2 separate regions of the Canis lupus genome follow, and region 1 is linked to region 2. A link is a contact called in public Hi-C data. All regions are on one chromosome and are shown on one strand. The core of a region is the stretch at or near the end of the contact, and the rest is flanking DNA. Distances in the headings are between cores, read along the strand shown.

Region 1 (7,175 bases), core at 1,398-3,897, 110 kb before region 2:
CCCTGAGATCATGACCTGAGCTGAAATCAAGAGCCTTAGCCAGCTGAGCCACCTAGGCGCCTGACCCTTAACTCTTATAAAGCAAAGATAACTAGAGAAGATGGGCAGAGGACAGAAGTCACCAAGAAGGAGAAGCAGAAGAAAAGAAGGAAGAGGTGTGGAGAAAAGACATCAGAAACACTAAACAAAAAGGAACCAACTCTGGGAGGAGAAGTCAGCCTGCCGAGGTAGGTCATCATGAGTTATACTATCACATTTTACACCACAGTACAGTGCCTGTCCAAGGACCTCCCTGTCCAACACAAGCTCCAAATTCTAGAATCATAGACTCTTAGAGCTAGAACAATCCTCTGTGTTCATCTGTCCCACCCAGTACAGTGGTCCCTCTGCACTATCCCTAAATCTTTCTGCATAAAGGCATCCTATGGTAGGACACCCATTACCGGTGGGAACATTCCCTCACTGGGCCACTCCAAATAACCCCAAGTCCTACCTAATGCTATATTAAGCTAAAATCTGCTTCCCTGTGACGTCAGCCAGTTCTGTCCACCATTTGAGATTCCAGTGATATTTCCTGGTGGTTTGCTGAGCAACAGAGGCACATGCTATGTCTCCCACATATAGACTCTGGGGCCTGCCGCCCTGAGGGAGGAAGTGGGTGGGGAGCTAACCTGGGCAGGGAGTCTAGCTGGAGAGAAAAAGCCCTCAGGGCTGGTAGCAACCAAGTGGAAACACAGCAGGACTAGGGTACCAGACAGAAATAGCACTACCTGGGGAATGAAGAGAGGCACTAAGGGAAAAACTGTCCTTGAGCTGGGGTCAGAAGCAAAATGCTCGACTAGGAAATTAAGTATCATGGAACTGCTGTTGAAAGTTCAGAGCACCTTCCCCCACCATCAACTCATGCTCACCCCAATCTCTCCAAAGCCAATAACTCACACCTGACCACTGCTGGGTCCTGGACTCAACCAGAGTACTCCACATTCCTTTGGTGAACCCCAGCATTTCTTAGGCTATAAATGACAAATCAAGAGGCTTCTTTCTTTAAGATACAGGGATGAGAGGCACCTGGGTGGCTCAGCGGGTGGGCAGCTGCTTTCAGCTCAGGGGCCAGATCCCAGGGTCCTGGGATCCAGTCCTGCATCAGGCTCTCTGCTCTGCGGGGAGTCCGCCTCTCCTTCTGTCTCCCTCTCTGTCTCTCTTGAATAAGTAGAATCTTTTTTTTAAAAAAAATTTTTTTTTTCTAAAAATCCACACTGCATTCCCCATGGCAGAGGTGGTGGCAGTCCTACAGTTGGCTACCCTGGGACCGCCCTTCACTGGGGTTCTCTCCTAGCATTTGGCGTCTTTCCTCCCTACCACTGGCACATGGGGGGAATGGCAGGGCACCCCAGCATCCTGGGGGAGCGCAGAGAGCTGCCCAGCCTTCACAGAAGGGGGTAGAGGGGGCAGAGGGGGGAGAGGATTGCTTATTTATTTGTTTCCTGGAACACCCTGTTAAGAATCTCAGCAATTGCAGTTAGTGCCCGATCGTTTGGCAGGCAGAGTAGCTTCTCGCCGTTCCCAGCTGCACGGGATCTAACTCGCAAATGCACCATCTTGCATTCAACGCTTAAATGGAAAACAAGCAGTCCCGGAAGGGAGGCAGGCGGTCTAACGCTGCAGGCCCGTTTCGGAGGGATTTACGTTTCTAGGTCGGTCGACTGGTTGGTTGGTGCCATCCCCGCAGAGGATTTCTTTGAGCTCCGACCCCTCTCTCAGCTCTTCTCGGGCCAAGAACCCACCCTGGCGGAGGTTGTAAAATGCAATTAAACAGGGGGAGAAAACGGAATTTGCTTGGGCCTTAGGCTCTGCCAGGATAAAATTGTAACTGGAATCTGAGAGCTCAGATTTTAAAGGGAGATCCTGCTTATTCTTCCCCACTGGAAACCTGGTTAAAGGAAATTAAGGCCTCTCTTAAAGGTAACTAAGATTAGAGGGCTCGGTTTCCGTTTTCTGTGTTTCTGTGGGCCAAACGCCCAGGTCGGTCAGCGAGTTTCTTTCTGGGTGGAATGACGAATTCCTCTCGCCTGAATTCTAAAATGATAACTTTGCTTGGTGCTGCAGCTGCGAACGTCTGGCGCCCAGCGGCCCATCCAGGCGGTGGCGTTACCCGGGCGGGGGGTGAGGGGGTGGGGGGGAGAAGTAGGGGTGAGTGGGGACGGGGGAAGAGCCTTGCCTCGGCGAAAGTTGGGAGAGCTGCGAGGAGGGAAGTAAACGCGACACTTCGCGGCTTCGGCCCCTTTAAGTGCTTCACTGACTCAGCTAAGCTTCCCCCTCAGGTCGCGTTTTTTATGAATGAAAAACGTCCTTACATTCATTATATAAACAAGCCTGTGCTGATTGGCCGAAGGCCCCCGGTGCATAAATTATGTAAAACAGACCCCTGAGGGGGCGGGGAGGGGCGCGGTGTTGACCAATGGGGGCTGGAGTTGGTGGGGCGGCTTGGCTGGATTTGCCCGCAGACAGGGTAAACAAGGCGTGATGGACAGGCGCAGGAGCGGCCTCCGGCCAATGAGAACCAGACTGAGCTAGGCCCGCCGGCCAATGGCGGCGGGCGGAGCAGCAGGCCCCGGGGGGCCGGGCCAGCGCTCCAGCCTGGTTGGCAGCTGCGGCGCAGAGTCCAGCCGCTGGTGCGCGGAGCGGTTCAGCGTCCCCGGAGCGGTTCGGCCCAGCCATTCGCCCAGGCGCCCAGGCCCGGTGCGCGCGTGCGTGAGCGCGCCTGCGCCCCGGGGCCGCTGCAACGGGAGGAGAGCGGCTGCCTCAGGTGAGGGGGCGTCGAGGAGGCAGGGGGGCCTCGGAGGGGGTGTCCAGGGACGGGACCGAAGGGCCCAGCTGGCGAGAGTTCACTGGCTGATTCAGAATCCTCAAAGTCCGGGTGCACTTTCTATCTGGACTGAGCGCCCCCCCCCCTCCCCGGGCCGGCCGCCCCATCCTCTCCCGTGGCCCAGCCCGGCCCGGCCCGGTTCGGTTCGTGGGAGGCGTAGGGTGGGGGTGGCTAACGGTTCGGGAGCGCTCCAAGAGCGGGTTTCCGCACGTCGCGGGGAGGCGCGCCCGGGCGCGGGGTGCGGGGGCTCTCGGGTGGAGATGGGGGGGCTCGGAGTTGCGGGGCTTTGCAATCTCCGGAGGTCTGAGAGCCCGGAGGAGACTTGGAGGCTCGCGAGAAGAGACGCCCGGCGGAGCTTTGCAGTGGGGAGGAGGGGGCGGGAAGCAGCTTGAAGGGAAATATTTGAGAGGTGATGCCCCCCAAAGCACCAGGAGGGGTTAAGTGACACAGGCATGTGCAGCCTGAGGGGTTGGGGCTTGGCCAGGAACTTACGCAGGCCTTGCAAGTTTCAGATTGTGGCAAGTGGACACTCAGTCCCCCAACTCCCACCCCCAGCAGCCCGAGGGCGTCAGGCTGCATCGCGGTTCTCGAGAAATCGGGGAGCATCAGAGCAGCGGCCTGGGGATAGTGGAGGAGAAAACGGGTGCGGGGGGGGGGGGATGGATAGATGCTTCTCGCTGGGTTAGGGATCTGTCTGCATTTGCAGAGGAGAGGAGACCCCCGGAGGGAACCGAACTCCCGGTTGAGGAGGGGTGCCAAGGAGAGATGTTTGGAGGTTTGGGGGGCGCGGGGCTTTGGGGGCGGTTGATAGCGCCGGGCGCCGCGGCTCGGTTTTATGAATGTGGATGACTTTATGAATGAAGCGGGTTTCTTTCGTTGGCTCGCGGCTCCCTGCAGCTTTTTTTTTTTTTTTTTTTTTTTTCCTCCTTTCCCTTTTTTGTGAATGAAGCATTGAGCTTTCTTCCGAAATCGCTGGGGTGAGGGGCCTGCGTCGGAGGCTGGGCGTGCGTTGGGTGTGGGGGCGGGGGCGCATCTGAAGGAGTTTTCATGAATGGGGAAGGCTGGGAATTGGGTGGAAGCGTGTCTTGTTTTGTGAATGGGGCCCAGCGCGAGGGATCCAGTTACAGCCTTTACCTGCTGCGGCGGCCGCGGCTCGCTCTCCCATTCATAAAACCAGGCCCGCTGCGCGCCGCGGGGGAGGGGCCTCGATCGCGCCGCTGCGCCGCGTGAAAGTTTTCCTGGGGGCACCGGGAAGGGGGGACCACAAAGGAAGTGGCTTAAACTCCCTTAGGCTTAAAAAAAAAAAAAAAAGCAACCAACCCTATACTTTGAACAAGATTTTCCTAGCCCTTGAACTCTGAGAGCTTGCTTTAAAAAAATCCTCGATGCCTCTTTCGGGTTCGCTGATGGCAAAGCTTCTGTCTTTCATTTTTAAAAAGGTATTTTTTTTTTTCCTCGTGGTGAAGCGTGTCGCAACATAGTTCATCGTGAGGCTCTGAAATAGGTCTCCCGCCGAGCCCTTCGCGGTGCTCCCCTTCCCTCCTAGACACTGACGGAATTTCTGAGGTCACGATTTAATCTGACAGATGGGGAAGGTTAGAGAGGACGCATTTTCGTGTCCCTCCACTCACTGCGGATGCTTCTCAGGTTGTGTAGACGGGGTTGGTGGCATTTGAGAAGGAGGCTTTATTCGGAGTTCAGCGCTGTTTGGAAGGCTTGCAGGCAAGCTAGCCGGAGTGTTTTTCTAGGAAATTATGGACTGTGCAGTTTACTTCTCGCCCCCTTTCTCTTTGACTTTGAAAATTCCTGACTCCTTGGGCCAGAGTGCTGAGAGGAGGTTGGCCGTGAAGGGTTCTCTTGTATCCTCCTTACTTCAGAAAATTTAATATTATCCACAAAATGCAAAACAAGCTGCACGGAATTGCCCACTGAGAAGAAGTTCCCTATTTAAAATTTGTATAGGAGGTAAACAAAAGCATTATCCTTAGGCATTTTGCTCTGTTTAGAGCTGGGGTAAATGAAATTACTGTTTTCTCTATTCTGCTGATTTCACTGCATTTCTATTTGGAGAATGAAACAAAGGGTTCGGGAAGATGGTAGTACCTTCCTAAAATTGTTACTTTATTCCTCCCGAATTAGAAAAAGTCCCCTCCTTTCCATTTTGACCCTCAACCTATCTTCCCAGCCCCAAGACTTGACAGTGCCTAAACAAGTTTAATTTTATCTTTTGGCAAGTTTGGGGGGAAATTGGCTTCACTATAAGAAACAAACTGAATTTTCTTTACAGCAAAAAAAAAAAAAAAAAAATCTTTTGCTTTTAATGCTTTTAAGGTCTGTGGTAGGGATACATTTAAAATAAGTGTGGTGGAATTTGGTTTCCTTGATCCATTACTTTTCACAGCTATTTTATTTATTTTAGAAGTTGATATCACAGATATCTCTGTTAGGTTGCCATAGGAATGTTTGTGACTTTACAGACACTACATCTGTTTGGACAGAAGAATTAGGTTTTAAAAGAGTGTTGTGTGAAAATAAGTATATCTCTGATCGATATATTCCTGGAACTATATATAGTATCTTACCACTGACCTACAAACCACTTTTAGAAACACTATGTATGTCAGTTTCTTAATTGCCAATAATTTGGAATGCTTAAACCCATTTTCTCTACTTCCTGTCACTGTACTGTCAAAAATTAAATTATCTCTTGAAAGAAAAAAAGAAAGACCTAACTTTACAAATGCCCTGGAGAATCTTGTATTGGAGAGAATCTTGAAATCATCCTCTTATAATGAAAATAAGGGGCTTTGTTTTTTGTTTTTATAGGGAACAGATAGTAGCAAATTTAGGATGTTTATGATAAGAAAGAGAGGGAAGCATAGCTGGTAAATGGATTTGACACTAAGTACACTAGGAACTTTTGATGCCCTTAATCAAGCACACCTTTAGCCTGTAAAGCTTACACCCTGAGTGGGCTTTAAGTACTTCGGGAAAAGGTAGTGATTTTGCACAGGCCCTAAAGAAAGAGCAGTAAAAATTACTTCCTTTCTCTTCTTCCCCACCCCTCAGTTAAAATCTCCCAAATTCATATTGCAGGAGGACCCCTTTCCCCCCAGAAATTACTCAATGCTGAAACCTTTCAAAGTGATATTCGAGGCGTTGGAAGCACCATGGATGGGTTTTATGATCAGCAAGTCCCTTTTATGGTCCCAGGGGTAAGTTTATGTGGCTTTGGTTTGTTTTGTTCTCCCTCTTCGAATATTAGTCTCCTTATTGGCTGAGTGGCACAGCTCCCTTTTGACCTGTGTGTTTCCCTTGAGCCTTCACTGTCTCTTGGCCTCTTGCAGAAATCTCGATCAGAGGAATGTCGAGGGCGGCCTGTGATTGACAGAAAGAGAAAGTTTTTGGACACAGATCTGGCCCATGATTCTGAAGGTAGTGAAGCTTTCCCTTTGCTCTGTGGCTTCTTCAAATGGCGTCCCTGTGAGAGCAGCACGGAGACTTTGTCCTCCCTGCCCTCCTGGGCACAGGAGTTCTCATTCTGGTGTCTTCTGTTTTCAATTCCAGAGTTGTTTCAGGATCTCAGTCAACTTCAAGAGGCTTGGTTAGCTGAAGGCAAGTTTCTTGGCTGTCCGATTTTCTATATCAAACATTTTGCTGTGCTCTTGAATAAAACGTAAAGGTCTAAAATAAAAATCTCTTTTCCAGCACAAGTTCCTGATGATGAACAGTTTGTCCCAGATTTCCAGTCTGATAACTGTAAGTACCTTTCTGGTGGTGGCACATTTGTTCTGAAAATGTTTGGTCTGGGCACATCCATGTCTGGAAGACTCTTTTCAGCCGTCACCAGCCTATTTGGACATGGAGTGCATTTCGTTTCTTTTAATAATTCAAAGTTAACCCTCGAAACTTTTGTTTCATTCCTTATTGGAGTTATTTCTAAAATGCTTTTATTCTATGGCAGGTAAGATTTCCTGAACATAATTTCATCCTAAATTTCTTTTTGCCTAAGAATACTGCAAGGCTTCAAGCTCAAAATTATAAAAACAGTTTACATTATATATGTAAGATGTTGGACTTAACATCCTCTAACCAGACATTATTTTACAGTGTTTTGTTTGTTTGTTTTATAAATTAAGTCCTTGATGCAGATCATGAGTCTGACACTTTTTTCTCTTTTAAAGGTGCAGAAAATAGTTAATGGACGATTCCAGTTAATTGTGGCTTCACCCAACATGTTGTCAATTTTGTGTCTACTTCTAGGTTGACACTGGGTGGTCACAGTGTGACCTGATTTACTCTTGTGTTT
Region 2 (6,287 bases), core at 2,204-4,703:
GTTTATTTCCTTTTCCTTATAATGATATCATCAATTACCTTTATGTACTTATTTAGTCTATCAATAATTACTGATCACCTAATATGTGCCAGATACCAGGACAAAGATGAGTTGCAAGTCTCTCAGAGCCAAGAGAAAACTAGTATATAAGATAATTACAATATGGTGTAGGAAATGCTAAGCCAGAAATATAAAAAGATACCATGGAGTTCCTTCCATCATCTTCTTGTTCCACTTTCCTACCTTCAACCAAGCCTTGCCTCAAGCTCCTTGCCTTTACCTACTGTAGAACCTCTGGGCTTCACTTTAGCTAAATGCTTAGATGGCCTCTCTTGCCTTGGCATGACACAAACCCAGTCATAAACTGAAAAGGAGCTACGGCAGCCTTTGGAACGTGGACCACCCCAACCACGCAGAAGAGAAGTCCACAAATGTACCATCAGTTCTGGTGCTAAAAAAAAAGCTTGTGGAATGGATAAATGAAAGATGGATGAATGAATGAATAGATGAATAATTGAATGCTGAGTCAATCAATGCTTTAATGAATGAATAAGAGAATGAACTTCCATCCTGGAAGCCAAACTGAATTTTAGGGTTTCCAACACCCGTGCTTGCCCACTAAACACAACGTTCCCCAGAAAATCCTCTACAAGGATTTTTTTAATTTAAGAAATTAAAACTACTGAAAAGTTCACTGAGCATGTAACAATGCACTTGGAGACACTGGAGCTGTGTAAGGAGAGTCTCAAAACCAGGTTCGGGATCACTTATGCAAGAGAACACTGAATGGTCCCCACGTCTTATTAGGGAAGAAGCTTCAAATTCCTCAGGCCAGAGCCTTATGAGACAATTTGACTGCTGAGGGGCGGGGATGTAGCTACAAAAGGTAGTAGGTTTGGGGCTTCTCACTTAACCAGTTGGGGGTACCACCCTGAACACCAGCTGGAAAGTTATGTGTGAGTGAGATTACTGTGTCAGATCACCACTGCAGTGTTCCTACTGTAAAGAGAACTGCAGGGACACCTCTGGTGTTCCGGCGATTGTGTCTGACATATCTCTCCTGTAACTGTAGATGGCTGTGCTATAAAGAAGACCAGGATCAGGGAGGAAGAGGGTTGTGTGGCCAAGGGCCTGTCTGAACAGTTTAAATGCCCTTCAAGGCTCCCTGGTTCTCTAAGAGGGCTGAAGCTTTAGACTTTGGGGTTTAATCGATGGGGAAGCCTGACATCACGGTCTGGCTTCATCTGAGAGACACAACACATGTTGGCCATTTCCTCTGCTGCAGGAAATCCCAGCTTCCTGTAAGCTTCAGGGGTGATCTTTTAAGAACATGTTAAAAGACAGGGAATGCTGTAGCCCACATTTAAAATAGTTTGAAAAGAAATTGTTCCCCTTAGTGATGACAAAGGTCCACAATTCTTTAGCCTAACTCTAAAACCCAAGAAACTCAACATTTTTTTATAAGCAATTTGGCAGTACGCTGACTTTTCTGAGCTAATTTGGTGGCAAAACCTGATCTGAACTTAGGTAAAGCTATTTATGGTGTTCAATGATCCCATGTAGTGGAAATAGTCAGATCTTTTTCTGCAGAGATATTGATGTGTTGATTACAGGTTCCTGCCCCAGCCCTTGCTGGTGATATTATATAATGCACATAGACCATAACCTATCTAAAATCTGAAAGATCCTGAAAGCTGAATTGTTTCCTAGCCCCATGTGTTTTGGATAAGGTACTATGAATCTGTACCCCCCCTTCACCTGACCAGCTTCCATCTACATGTGGTCATGGCATTCACCAGGCAGCCCTCCGAGGCAGTCCCCCAATTGAGCCCTCCATGCAGCATCAGGCTCCCTCACCATGGCACTGGGCTCTCCACCCTTCCCTTCTGGCTGAAGTCCTTTCCATCATCACTCCCCTCCTTGGTTAGAAATGAGCATTTTGACCATCCCAGGCCCTGCCAGGGCTAGGCCCAAACAGATGCTGCTGGTCACACACCTACTGAGCCACCTTCTGTCACCTTCCACAAAATCCACACCCTGAGTCCCTTCTGACACCAACTAGACCAATAGTTGCCCTGCCTGAATCAGTAGGGAAACTCTTTTTTTGTTGTTTGTTTTTTAAAGATTTTATTCATTTATTTGAGAGAGAGAGAGAGAGAGAACGCAAGCAGGGGGGGTGAGGGAGAAGCAGGCTCTCCACGGAGCAGATAGCCCAATGTAGGGCTCCATCCCAGGACCCTGGGATCATAACCTGAGCTGAAGGCAGATGTTTAAATGACTGAGCCATCCAAGCGCCCCAGCAAAGACCATTTCTAACTATTGGATCTGTTGTGATCTGTCTTTAGACTCCAGAGATAAACTCTAACCTTGTTATTCCACTTGGCTTTAAAAACTGTGACAGAGGGCATCCCAGGTGGCTCAGCGGTTTGGTGCCTACTTTCAGCCCAGGGCCTGATCCTGGAGACCTGGGATCGAGTCCCGCATCAGGCTCCCTGCATGGAGCCTGCTTCTCCCTCTGCCTGTGTCTCTGCCTCTCTCTCTCTGTGTCTCTCATGAATAAATAAATAAACTCTTTTTTTAAAAATGTGACAGACACAAAGAACTTATACAAAACAGTGATCATCCTGAGCCATTTATAATAATGAAAAATCAAAAACAAATCACATGTCCAAAAACCAAGGAATGGTAAAATAAATGTTGATACGCTTTTCTGTAAGAATATTATGCTGCTGTTAAAATTAATGTTTTTGGAGAAGTTTAACAGAATAGAAAAATGCTCCTAATGTAATATCCAGTGAAAAAGCCAGATGCAAAATGGTACATTTTGTTATTTTAATGTTATTTTAATTTTATGACATAAATACACTGGGAAAAGACTGGAAGAAAATGTGCCACATCTTAACAGTTGCTATTGCTGATAAATCAAATTATGTGATTTTTCTTTTCTTTTTTTTTTTAAATAATTTTCTCTATTTTCCGAGTTGTCCGCACTAAGCATGGTTATCTTTGAAAACAGAAAAAGAAAATTAAAATTTTAGTGAGTTTGGAAACAGAACACTGTACAAGAAGCATGAAAGATGACCTCCTGTCTCCTTGGGTCGCTCCCTCATCCTTTAATTTTGATTGCTAATATCCCTCAGGCAAGAAAGACATTCTTCTCTGCAGATTTTTGGAGGAAAGAAGCTTGTTCTGTTGTGTCTCAATTTCTGAGAGAACCGGGTTCCTTTTGGGATTAGACAGTGTCAGCCAGTGTCAGCTGATGGGAGAGCTGGCTCTGAGGCCTGCGTTCCCTGCGGTAACCAAGCCGGCAGCCTCCTGACCGCGCTGGGCAGTCAGACTCCCAGGGCTGGAGCGCCACCTCGTGGCCACACGCATCCCTCCCCAGGGCGGCGTGGCGCCCAAGCGCTGCCCCACGTCAAGTCCTGCGAGTTACCAGACGCCAGCCGCAACCCCCTGTAGAACTCCCGGCCTCGCCTCGTGTGGCCTCGAACTTTGGTGCCAGAGAAGTTTCCGCCGCGTTGTGAAACAACGTGATGTACCAGGAACAGTCAGGGACCAGGTATATGCTTGGGAGGCCTGAGCCATCCTCAGGACCTTCCAAAGGACAGGCCTGCTCCGTCCTCTGAGAATGAACACACACACACACACACACACACACACACACACTCTCACCACGTGCTCACACTCCTTCACTTTTCTCCCCTTCTTCCTTACAGAATTCAAACTCCACGACACAAATTGAATATAAAACCCAGATTCAAAAATGAATAAGTAAATCATAAATAAATAAATAAATAAATACCCAGATTCAAGTGCCTTGGGAGAGAGGTCAGTCACAGAGAAGTAAATTTGTACCCAGGTACAAGTGACTTGGCAGATCTTCTCAGAATTCCATTTTTTTTTTTTTTTTTTTTTTTTTTTTGTCTTGGGTTTGGGAGTCCCATATTTTCTCCATGAAATTGTGTGTGGTTTTATAGTGAGATTTCCAAATGTGCTATCTTGGCTGGGTTGACAGCTACAATAGCTCCCTTCTTCAAAAAAAAAAAAAAAAGGAAGGAAAGAAAGAAAGATAGATAGATAGATAGATCCCTTTGGTCCAGTACCTGAGGCAGAATTGGGAATCTAGAAACCCCCTCAAGACTCACTTGGGCCAAGAGTTGCAGATAAGAACAAAAACCAACCTTCTATCCCCAACTCTAGGAAATCTTGTACCACAGGGATCAACAAGCTTTTCCTTAAAGGGCTAGATATAAATATTTTAGGCTTTGTGGGCCATATGGTCTCTAACTATGCAACTCTGTCATTGAATCATGAGCACAGCCGCAGGCAACACGTAAACAATGGTGTGCCTGTGTTCCAATAAATCATTATTTGCAAAAGCAGGCTTGGAACTCTGTAAGGAAGAAGAGACCCCCTGCTCTGAAGAGATGTTAGTGCTGGATAGAACCTCAGAAATCATCTAAACAACATCTCACTTCACGGCTGGGAGAACCGCAGCTAAGAGAGGCAAAGAGCATAGTAGTTCGTGCCTGCCAGATGAGAGATGGCATGGGCCCTCCATCAGCTCTGATGGACTCAGTGTGAGGGACACACAAACACCACTTCCTTCTCAGAAACCCTGTTCTCTTTCCCCTTCCTCGGAGAAATGGCTGACGGTGCTCATTGTCATCACTTCCCCTGGCCTTTCTGTGAGACATCTGTGCTAGCCACACTCTGCTCCAAGCCACTCCAGCCTGATCGTTACTGGGGGCTTATGGAGTTCCAGACACGGTGCCAGGCAGCTCCTGTGTGTCCCTCATTTCATCTCTGCAACAGTCCCAGGAGAGAGGGATGTGATAACCTTTTTAAACATATGAATCGACTGAGGCTGGAGAGGTTACATGTCTTGCCAAGATTCCACAGATAGCTTAGGGGAGAGCCAGGATTTGCTTACTTCCCCAAAGAGCCTCTGGTTCACTGACGTTGATTCTAGAATTTAGACAGACTGGCTATATCACTCCCTCCACCCAGACGCCATCGTCAAGGACCACCTCAAGGCCTCTTTCTTCTCCGTGAAGCCTTCTCCTACCCTTCTTTGGTCACCTATAGCACAGATCATGTGACCATCTATGGCCTTCTGTTTTGTATTGATCACTGTGACTTCACGTGCATTAACCTTTTTACCTCACCTTTGCTAGAAACTCCTCAAAGATACCACTAACAAGTAAAAAAAATAAAAAATAAAAAATAAATAAAAAATAAAAAGATACCACTAACAAGTGGCTGGTACATACTTACTGTGTGCCAGACTGCCCTTGCCATCTTCACTGCTACCACCCTGGTGCAAGCCACCGTCCTCTTGGATTTGAATTATTGCCAATTTGGTCTCCTTGTTTCCACTCTTGCCTTTTCATGGTCTCTTTTCAACACAGAAGTCACAATGATTCTGTAAAAACTGAAGTCCGTTCGTGTCCTATCTGCCCATACCTCTAATGGCTCTTTGTGTCTCTCAGAAGAAAAACCCATGGCTTACAGGACCAGATCTTCTATTAGCTCTGGCCTCACCTCCCACTTTCCCCTGACACTTGCTCTGTTCCAGCCACATTGGCTGTTCTCTTTGCCCAAAAGCCTCTTGCCCTGAATATTCACAAAACTCATTATTTACCCCCATCAGAAGGTGCTCAGATGTCACTTCCTCCAGGAAGCCTACCAGTTGTCTCACTTAAATCTCACATCCTCCCCTTCCCACTCTCTCTCCACATATACTCACCCAGCCCTGGTTTTCCATAGCACTATCACCTTCTAACACACAATATATTTTACTTCTCTACTATTTTCATTATCTGTCTCCTCTACCAGAATATGAGCTTCACGAGGGCAGAGCATTAACTGTTTTGAACTGTTTATTTTTGGTTCCTCAATAAGGGACTGGCAAATAGACATAGGAACATCAGGGACTTGCCTGAGGTGACTCAGCCAGCAAGCAGCAGAAGTCGGCTCAAACCCTCATCTGTCACTCCAAAACCTGTGTCTTGCCTACAGAGTGATATGGCCTCTCATAGATTCCCAGAATCCCAGGGCAGAACCCAGTGTAGACATGACCTAACCCCAGCATGCTCCTTTTTTAAAATGAAGAATCTGAGTAAGTCTATTGACTCACCCAGTGCCTCACAGCTAGAAGGCAACAGGCTAAGACAAGAATCATGGCCTCAGAGTGTCATTCCAGTCTACAAGTGACTTCAGGCTTAGCAGCCAGGGACTAAATACCGCATTTTATCTTTTATAGCAAAAGTCACGTTCTTAGATTA

What was found. A called contact is a pair of places that touch in the nucleus more often than the background predicts.
Region 1: a contact with region 2 is called in a Hi-C map of skin fibroblasts, with 2.6 times the contacts expected there. The contact joins the promoter of ETV5 here to the enhancer-like site in region 2. A contact is called at or near these places in 2 of 9 Hi-C or Micro-C datasets (amygdala and skin fibroblasts).

The regions. Positions count from the first base shown.
Region 1 is chr34:18,955,881-18,963,055 of UU_Cfam_GSD_1.0, reverse strand. It overlaps ETV5 (ETS translocation variant 5), which reads left to right and starts at 2,647. Exons shown (of 14, transcript XM_038583633.1): 1 at 2,647-2,806; 2 at 5,963-6,081; 3 at 6,214-6,301; 4 at 6,434-6,481; 5 at 6,575-6,625. The coding sequence starts at 6,037.
Region 2 is chr34:18,846,702-18,852,988 of UU_Cfam_GSD_1.0, reverse strand. No RefSeq gene overlaps it. Among named protein-coding and RNA genes, the nearest start is that of TRA2B, 22 kb to the right of the region's middle. Within about 2 kb of position 3,453, at least 3 of the 20 cell types and tissues checked have an H3K27ac peak or open chromatin away from gene starts, as enhancers often do.